3 separate regions of the Zea mays genome follow, and all the other regions are linked to region 2. A link is a contact called in public Hi-C data. All regions are on one chromosome and are shown on one strand. The core of a region is the stretch at or near the end of the contact, and the rest is flanking DNA. Distances in the headings are between cores, read along the strand shown. Region 1 holds the start of LOC100381829. Region 2 holds the start of LOC100191871. Region 3 holds the start of LOC100273872 (Zinc finger protein VAR3 chloroplastic).

The links. A called contact is a pair of places that touch in the nucleus more often than the background predicts.
Region 1: a contact with region 2 is called in a Hi-C map of tassel, with 2.8 times the contacts expected there. The contact joins the promoter of LOC100381829 here to the promoter of LOC100191871 in region 2. A contact is called at or near these places in 2 of 25 Hi-C or Micro-C datasets (ear and tassel).
Region 3: a Hi-C map of tassel shows a contact between it and region 2, with 3 times the contacts expected there. The contact joins the promoter of LOC100273872 here to the promoter of LOC100191871 in region 2. A contact is called at or near these places in 4 of 25 Hi-C or Micro-C datasets (ear, leaf and tassel).

The regions. Positions count from the first base shown.
Region 1 is chr8:177,357,444-177,360,565 of Zm-B73-REFERENCE-NAM-5.0, forward strand. It overlaps LOC100381829, which reads left to right and starts at 1,638. Exons shown (of 3, transcript NM_001358095.1): 1 at 1,638-2,039; 2 at 2,198-2,481; 3 at 2,585-3,122. The coding sequence starts at 1,841. The coding sequence ends at 3,028.
Region 2 is chr8:177,564,967-177,568,046 of Zm-B73-REFERENCE-NAM-5.0, forward strand. It overlaps LOC100191871, which reads left to right and starts at 1,604. Exons shown (of 8, transcript NM_001137295.1): 1 at 1,604-2,229; 2 at 2,311-2,511. The coding sequence starts at 1,939. LOC103636565 (a long non-coding RNA gene) reads left to right here and starts at 2,518. Exons shown (of 2, transcript XR_558066.2): 1 at 2,518-3,080.
Region 3 is chr8:177,376,651-177,379,696 of Zm-B73-REFERENCE-NAM-5.0, forward strand. LOC100273872 (Zinc finger protein VAR3 chloroplastic) reads right to left here and starts at 1,446. Exons shown (of 5, transcript NM_001148267.1): 1 at 962-1,446; 2 at 748-865; 3 at 363-637. The coding sequence starts at 1,371.

The DNA of each region.
Region 1 (3,122 bases), core at 388-2,887, 210 kb before region 2:
CATATAATAACTACTCTTACCGTTCTTCGCTTTAGATTTGTTATAAGTCGAATTTCTCTAATTCACCAAAGTGTATACAAAAAGCATTAACATATGGGACGTCGTCAAATTAATTCCATTACATTCTCTAATTTGATTGGCGATAAAACTAAAGTACACTTCAACTTCACAATAAACTACAGCCAAAACAAGCTAATTTCTTCAGACCGCGCACACGTTCTGGTCGGGAAAAGCTCAGTTGCATGCGGGGCACTTTTAAACTATATAATTGATCATAGTTAAGTAAAAACTAACTACAGGCAAACACAATGTTCTCCTTTTTACTTAAAGGAACAGACAAACATAGTGGAGAAACCGCTTTCTGACGGACCCCGTTTTTCCAGTGTCTTTTTTTTCAACTAGATATGGAGACACACGTAGTTCATAGCATATAGCATGTATAGTGGTAGTCCATGGCAGGAGGAATTTAAGGAAAACGCATCGGATGTTGACGACGACGAGCTAGAGCGGGAGCGGGCCCCCGCCGGCGCACCGCACCCGGACCCGGGCAAGGTTGAACGCACCTGGACAGGAACAGGATAGCATGCATCCAGGACCAGGACCAACCAGTGCAGGAGGCAAGCACCAAGCTGGTTCATCGGCACCACCTGCTGAATGCCGACTTCTCTTTATCTAAGCTGTTTATTAATAATAAATAAAAGTGGACGCATGAGACCATCATCCATCCTCGTATGAACGAACGAACGGGGCAAGCTATAGATTGGAAAGCAGTGTGTACATATATATATGCTGGCTTGGCTTCTGAACTTTTTTTAAAAAAAAAATATATTCCAAGCATATCCTTTGTTGTCGACAGGCAGAGGATCCTGCGCCTGAGATGCGTGTGAAAGCCAGCAGTTGACAGGCGAAACAGTAGCATCTGTCGTGATCGCATTGATACCGACTGAAACACACACGTCGCTCACTGCTCACAGCACGTTTTGAATCTTAGCTGTTCATCGATCGGAAGACGTGGTGCGATTTTGTCAATTCAAATCAAGGCACTTTCCCTAATTTTTCCATAGACTGGAACTGGAACTGGACGCAGTAATGCCGAGCACCAAACCTGCAGATCAAAACAGTCCTTGGAGGACGAGAAAGCCAGGGCCTTCATGCCCGGAACAGCGGCGGCGGCGGCGGCGGCGGCGGCACAATGCGCACGTGGCGGCGCCGCCACCGGCCCTTGGCGCGCGCCGAGCCCATCGCCCACTGCTACGCAGTCAAAACCACGGAGAGCTTTCACGATGACGACCGGGGCGTCCCATTCGCCGAGATCGCTCGCTCGGATTTTAGTACATTTCCCGGATGGAAACTGGCGAGATCCCCTCGACAAGCTTTTGACCCTTGCGGGAGTTGGGCGTCGCGCGTGGGCTGCAGCCGTCGTCGGCCAGGCAGGCCACCAACGGCGGTGGAGTGGACAGGACAGGGTCAGAGCCTTTTCCACGCGGGAACCTTCGCGGCAGCGTCGCCCCCATCCTCATCCGGAGGAGGGCACGGGGCCACGCCACGCCTGGACCGCGCGAGGCGGCACGAGCTGGGCTACGCAGCGCAGCCCATATAAACGCGCTCCGAGACCCTCCATTCGCCTTGGTGGCCAAGGAGGCAAGGAAACAGGCAGCTCTCCACGGACAACGCGATTCTATTTATTTATCTGGCTGCCAGCCAGCCAGCCGCCTTTCGAAACCGAGCACGAGGGAGCCGACGTGGTGGTCTCTGGAACCTGGTTCGAGCGAGCGAGCGACCCATCTATCCAGCCGCCTGCCGGGAATTTCTGTGACGACGACGAGGAGGAGGAGGGGGTATGGCAATGGTGGCGGCGCAGGGAGGCGGCCGGAGGGACGCCGAGGCGGAGCTCAACCTGCCGCCGGGGTTCCGGTTCCATCCCACCGATGAGGAGCTGGTGGTGCACTACCTCTGCAGGAAGGTGGCGTGTCAGCAGCTGCCCGTGCCCATCATCGCCGAGGTCGACCTTTACAAATTCGACCCGTGGGATCTTCCAGGTGCGTGCTCTTCTTTCTTCCCCTGCTCACTCATGCTGTTGCAAACAAAACATTTTCTTGTTTTACTAAAAGAACAATCTTCTCGTCGATCCATTCATCCAAACCCCGGACGGAATTTCTAACTTGGCTCTGTGCCGCTCTGGTTCCTTTCCCTCCAGAGAAGGCGCTGTTTGGCCGCAAGGAGTGGTACTTCTTCACGCCGCGGGACCGCAAGTACCCAAACGGCTCGCGCCCCAACCGCGCCGCCGGGAGGGGGTATTGGAAGGCAACGGGCGCGGACAAGCCGATCGCGCCCAAGGGCGGTGGCGGGGCGGCAGGAATCAAGAAGGCTCTCGTCTTCTACTCCGGCAAGGCGCCCAGGGGATTCAAGACCGACTGGATCATGCATGAGTACCGCCTCGCGGACGCGGACCGTGCGCCGGGCAAGAAGGGCTCACGGAAGGTGCGTGTGTGGCCGTTTCATCCCGCCAGTTGCATTCCGTGGCGAGCCATGGCGCTGCAGCCGCTGCGTTCAGTGCGCTTACGTCTTTGCGTTGTTCTTGCAGTTGGATGAGTGGGTGTTGTGCCGGCTGTACAACAAGAAAAACAATTGGGAGAAGGTGAAGGCTGAGGAGCCGGAGGCGGCGGCGCCGTTCCGTCACCAGCAGGGCGCAGCGGAGGATTCCATGTCTGACAGCTTCCAGACGCACGACTCGGACATCGACAACAATGCCTTCGGCATGCAGAACGGCTTCGGTAACATGGTGCACGGGCAGACCATGACCATGAGGAACGGCATTGGCAGCGTGGCGAGGACGGTGAAGGAGGACAACTATTGGTTTACCGACCTGAATCTGGATGATCTACAGGCACCCTACAACGTGACCCATGTGTTGAATCCGAACCCTGTTCAGACGATGAATCTGGCAGCTGGGCAAGGCCATGGCTACTTGCAGTCTATGAGCTCGCCGTCGACGAAGATGTGGCAGACCATCTTGCCTCCGTTCTGAGAGTTGCTGTGATGGAAGGGGGAAGAGATGATCTTGGGCGTAGGAGTGGTTAGACTGGCTAGGAACAGCAGGTTTAAAATTTGGAGGGTCTGAA
Region 2 (3,080 bases), core at 354-2,853:
TAGGTCCATACAATACTTGATATATGTATTATATATATGTGTGTGTCTAGGTTTATCACTATCTAGTTGAATATGGACATAAAAATATAGAGCTAAAACAAATAATATTTTAAAACGGAGGGGGTAGTTAGTATAGAGGAAATATGAGTGCGGAGGATTGTAATATAGAATAAGGAACTTTAATGACTAGACTATAAATAGTAATGTAGAGTAATGGTATAGAGTAGCAGGCACTGTGGATAGCCTAAGCTATAGGTCGCAGCGGTATGCAGCGGTAAGGCTGAAAATGATCTGAAACGATTGGAAAAAGGCTCACCACTTTCACTTTCAAATTATTTTAACGGAAACAAAAACCATACGTATTTTTGGAAACGAAAATGGCATCAATATTTCATTAATGTTAATAACGAAAGTATACGATCGAAAGTGCATCAATAACCATCAAAAAATACCAAAACAATTATTTTAAAATAATAAATTTATCAAACCATAGAACATAATACTAGCCATATAAGTATATGCCTTGATCGATCTCATACACCAATATGTACGAGCCAAATAGAAAATAGATTTTAGTTTAAATAGTCGTACCACTTTAATAGATTTTTAGAGGTGTACTACTTTTAACCATCTCCTTAAACCCAGTCTTTGTAACCAACTTCGTAAATGAAATAATCAATTTTGAAATCATCTTATAAGATGACAGTAATAGTTATATCTCACAAAACTTTAAGCAACATCTCACAAATACAAGTGACAAGCACTATGCACATACACATAGTTAGAAAGTCAACATAATTGGTATCATCCTGATCCTTCTAAGGCTCTTGTGCAAATTATGAATATATGTGTCAAGAGTAATAATTGGATAGGTCTTGGTATTAGGGAAACAATAACTTTTGTTTTATATTTTCTTGAGTTAAGATAAAATTATTATGAATTTACAAAGACTAGTTTAGATTTAATATTTTTTAAAAAAATTACTAAATTCATTATCGACAGTAAAATACCGAATAAATACGGTAATTTTTGAAAGGCAACGTATCAAGTGCAAATCAAGTTTCCGTGCAAACCAACTAATAAACATCACAAAAAATTTATAGATGTACTTCATTGTCTACTCTATCACTATATAATAATTCAAGCTCAAATTATCATACGTTAAGAGATAAAAAAAGAGAAAATTCTGAGATAAAAAAATGAAAATTATCTCAGAATTTTATCTTTTGTATCTATTAACATATAATAAATTTAAACTTAAAAATTTATACAGTGATAGAATGGGCAAAGAAGTACATCTCTATTATTTAGATTTTTTTGACTTTTGTTAGTCGGTTTGCATGGATTTTGCACATAAGTACTTGCATTTTTTTAAAAAACGGTCGGAAGGGACTCAAATTATTTCTATTCCCGATTGTTTCTACAGATTTTGTTTTCGTTCCGTTTAGCTCTAAAAGTTGGTAAAATTTCGAAAAGATCCCCGTCACCGAAAATTAACGTTTTCGTTTTTCACCCCTAGCAGCCCCTCCAAAAAATCTCAAACAACTCTTCAGCACGGGAAAACCCGTACACACCACAGCACCGTCGCCAATGTCCGCCGCCGCAGCCGACTGGCTTCCGTCAGCGTCCGTGACGGCATCCGGCCGCCCGGTGCTTTCCGCGGGCGAGGTGGAGCGGAATCTCCTCCCGCTCGTCGACCTCGAGCCCGAGGAAAATCCGCGCCTTGCTCCCCTCCGCGCCTGCCTCCTCGCGCTGACTTCCCACCGCCTCATCTTCCTCCACGAGCCCTCCCGCTCCGCGCGCGGCCTGCCGCTCGCCACCGTCGTCCATGCGTACCCTCCCCACCGCAGGCACAGCCACAACCCCCTCCGCTCCCTCTTCTCCGCCCCGTCCTCATCTTCCTCGTCTCAGCATCACCGCATCCGCCTCCAGATCTCCATGCCACCCGTGCGATCAGAGGTCATCGCCATCGTCGTGACCTGCAAGGCTGACGTTGATGTGTTCTTCGGGAGGCTGCTCGAGGCGATCCGTGCAAGGGCTTGGGAGGTGACCCCTGCAGCTGCTCCGTCGAGTGGCACGTCGGTGGCAGAGGGGGCCGCGCCTACGGAGGACATCGCGATACGGATGCCGGTTGTTGGGGTCTCGGGGATACTGCGGATGGAGCAGGAGTCATGGGAGAACGCCGGGCAGAACTTGCAAGATGCGTTCCAGGATCTCAATGCCCTCATGGTTAGCATTGCACAGCTATCATCTGAGATTGATCACCATGGTCTAATTTGAACTCAATTATTGTTATTTTTTATGCTCCAGAGCAAAGCTAAGGAAATGATGCAGTTAGCAGAAAAAATGAGGCTCAAGCTATTAATGAACTCATCCACTGAATCAAATTCCAATGATGAAGAGATGGGTTCTAAGCAAGACATGCAGGATTTGCTGTTGAGTGTTGGCATTGTGTCTCCTGTGACGAAAGAAACTGCTGGTGCGTTGTATCATCAGCAGTTGTCACTACAGGTAACATGCAATTGTTTTTTATGTAGCTTGTTTTGGACTATAAATTGGCTTTGATAATGCTCAATTTTTTTAAGAAGTTTGTGTGGATTAGGTCAATATTTAGTTCAGTGCCTCATTGCCGTATGGCGCAAGCACAATAATATATTTCCAGAAGCACAGCAATATATTTTCAGGATATATACCTTTCTCCTCCATCTAGTGGGAATCACAACTTCTAGTGGTTAATAATTACAGCTTACAGTTCATTTTTGTATGTCAGCTAGATTCCTCAACCATTTAGCAATTTACTATTACTAGAATTTATTCAGGAGATTTGGTCCCATCTTGTCAGTGAAGATGTGTACATAAATCAAATATTTAGTTTGAGGTTCACACCATATGAATAATGCACTAATTATATATACAGAAAAAATAGCTTGTATTTAACAGTTATGGCCCTGTTTGGCAAGCCTGCTACTTAGGGTTTGATTGTATGTGTATGAACTCTGTCACACACTTCCTACAAGCACAAACAACCACACCCGAGAACACAAGCGGAAATACAAATACATATGCAGTATGAATAAGCA
Region 3 (3,046 bases), core at 196-2,695, 190 kb before region 2:
TAGTGTGTCAATAGTTTAAGAGGGGCAGACCCAGGGCCACAGTCTCCCACATGAGTGGGGTATAGGAAAGGGATAAACCGATGCAAGTCCTCCCCCGCAAATGCAGAGAGGTTGTTTCAAACCCACGACCTGCTGACTCGGTGAGACAGCTCTCAGCCTCTCACCACAACACCAGGCTTGCCCTTCAATGTGACAATAATATCAAGTTGCAAAAAAAAAAAAAAAGGAAACATCTGGGTACACATTCTAGATGCATCATATCTAGTAGCAAAATGAACAATAAGCTAGGTCGATACTTTGATGCAAGGCATTGAACGGAGCACAAATATTAAAGAAAAAGAAGAATGTTAGAAGTGGCATACCTTGTGCAAATCCAATCACCTCGCTTCATTTCGATATTTTGCCCTGGAGGCCTGGAAAATTGTTCATGCTGACTCGAGCAAATTTGGTTGGGAGTTAATTCCACAGAAGTGGAAGACTGGGAAAGAGCACTAAAACTCACTAACTCAACCATGATATTTCTCACGGCCAAATCAGTGAGTTCCTTGTCTTCTGAGCAGATGTCAGAAGAACCGTATATGTAACTTAGCAGATATCGAACAATATCAACAGTTCCAGCTCTCTCTGAAACAGTGACCTGGCAAAATTTTCCGATGTTTAGTGTGTTGAGCTGAGCAAGGTCATATTTACTAGCCCAAACTAATAATGATGCAACGTGACCGATTAACGGAAGCCCAAATGACATACGTCGGTTTCTTCCCCAGCAAGGTAGCGCCGAAGCCGCTGTCCTGATGCCTCCCCGTCCTTGAACAGAGACGGCGCCACATTGCCCACCAGGACCTCCACGTCCTTCCTTTGAAGCGAACTGAACGCACACCCGAATTAGTCAGCAAGACAGCAACAAAGAGACTCTCACCCCGCCAAAGCCCAGTCAGGTATCCACTCAAGCGATTCACTTTACCTCAGGAGGTCAGGCCGGTCGCGCGCGAAGGCGAGGCAGGTGGAGACAGCGGCCTGCTCCCCGTCCGACAGGACGCATCCGGACACGAGGGCGAGATCGTCAGCGGAAAAGGGCAGGCCGGAGCCGTATCCGGTGGCGGCAAGTCGGTCGACGAGGCGGGACCACTCGGGGAAAGGCGCTCGGAGCGGTGGCGGCGGGCAGGCCGAGCTGGAGCCGTGCGGAAGGGAGGCGGAAGCGGACGAGATGTAGAGGGTACGGTGCGGGGAGGGTAAGGAGAGCAGGAACAGGCGGCGCGAGGCCGCCGCGGGCGGGGATAGGAACAGCGCGGCGGCGGCGGCAGTAGCGGGTCGGAGGCGGAGCGGGGAAGAGGTGAGGAGGAAGGAGGAGAGCAGCTTGGAGGCGCCGCCCATGGCGCCGGAGCAGCGGAAGGAGGGTTTTGCGCCTCCGCTCCCGGCTTGGGGACGGCCGGATGGGGTGTAGCAGGCGGGCCGCGCGGGTGGCACGGTGCGGCGGACGGAGCTTGGAGAGATAATATGTCGTTGTGATCGGACGGCTAGTGTTCTGTTTCTGTGGTCGCCGGCAAGGTGATGGTTCGGGCTGGTCCTTGGGCCTGTGGGCTGCAGTTCTAGGCCGAGATCACTGTTTATAGGATTAAAGCCTATCTAGCTCGTGTTTAGTGGATTGGGTCATATTATCTTAGTTGTTCTGTTCTGTCGTGTCAATAATGGGGTCACATGCTTCGTATTGTTGATGGCATCATTTATTCTAGCTAATGTTATGTTAATTTAGTCTCTCCAAGAAGAATAATTAGAGTTGTTCAATAGGTCAAGTCTAGATATTACACCTTAGGTATTCAAATCTTGGATGATAATACTTTATAAATAATTAAACAAACTTAAATCACTATACATAAATAATTCAAGAGTAAAGTACACTAGCGGCCCACGAACTCATAAAACCGGCAAACAAGTCCATAAACTTTGTCAGCTCATGCAAAACCCTCCAAAACCGGGTTTGCAAAACCAGACGCCGACGTGGCAATGACATATCGGAGCCATTTGGGGTCTCCAACTTGGCATGTTGTATCACTTGTGTCCTCAAACTTAAATGCTATGTCATCTGAGTCCCTGAACTTTATGAGCTCAGAGGGTGAATGCCATAGCGTGTCAATAGAGAAACTTATGTGTATACCTTCATCATTGGGGGTCGGGATGGCAACGTGTACATACCCGTCAGGTAGTACCATTCCATACTTGTACTCATCAAAAAAAATTTACACGTCGGGTTACCCATATATGCTCGCAGGTATAAAATCTTACCCATAGCCGTACTTGTGCGGGTAATTTTACCCGTAAGGTAACCCATGTCCGCTAGGAAAGTCTTAAATTCCAATATACCGATCACTCAAAATATTAAATAAACATACAAAATAAGTTCAATTTCACATATAACAAATCATATAATCACATAACTTGGTAGCTAGAAAATGATAGCTAGAGAAATGTTTTATTTTAGCTAAGATGAGCTCTATTAGATGGTTATAGAGGTATTAATGCGGGTATATTTTACACATGGGTAGACGAGTATGGTTAGTGCCAACCCGTACCCGTCTATACAACAAGTAGAGATTATTGCCCATTAAGATACCCACGGGTAAGAAATTATCCCGTACCCACCTTCATATCGGGTAGTCAGGTTTCGGGTACTCGTTGCCATAGGCTGGCTCCAACAAGACCCTCTAAAGGGTCTTGTACCCTAAATTTAGAGGACGAGGACGTTCTCTACTCCCTCCAGCAACGTCCTCTAAACGGTCCTCTAAATTTAGAGAACGCTGTTGGATCCTCTATATGTAGAGTTTCTCTAAATGGTTCTCTATCTATTTGAATACTTTAAACAACCGGTTTAATAAAACTAAAATATGTACAATACATTTGAGAGTATGACAAATACGTATGTACAAAAATTATAAATGTCTTTAATATAGGTATTTATATATAGAGGACGTGATTTAGAGGACGTTGTTGGAGAGAAAGTAGATATAGGAGATGAAATCTTTTAGAGAAGACTGTAAAGGACGGATATAGA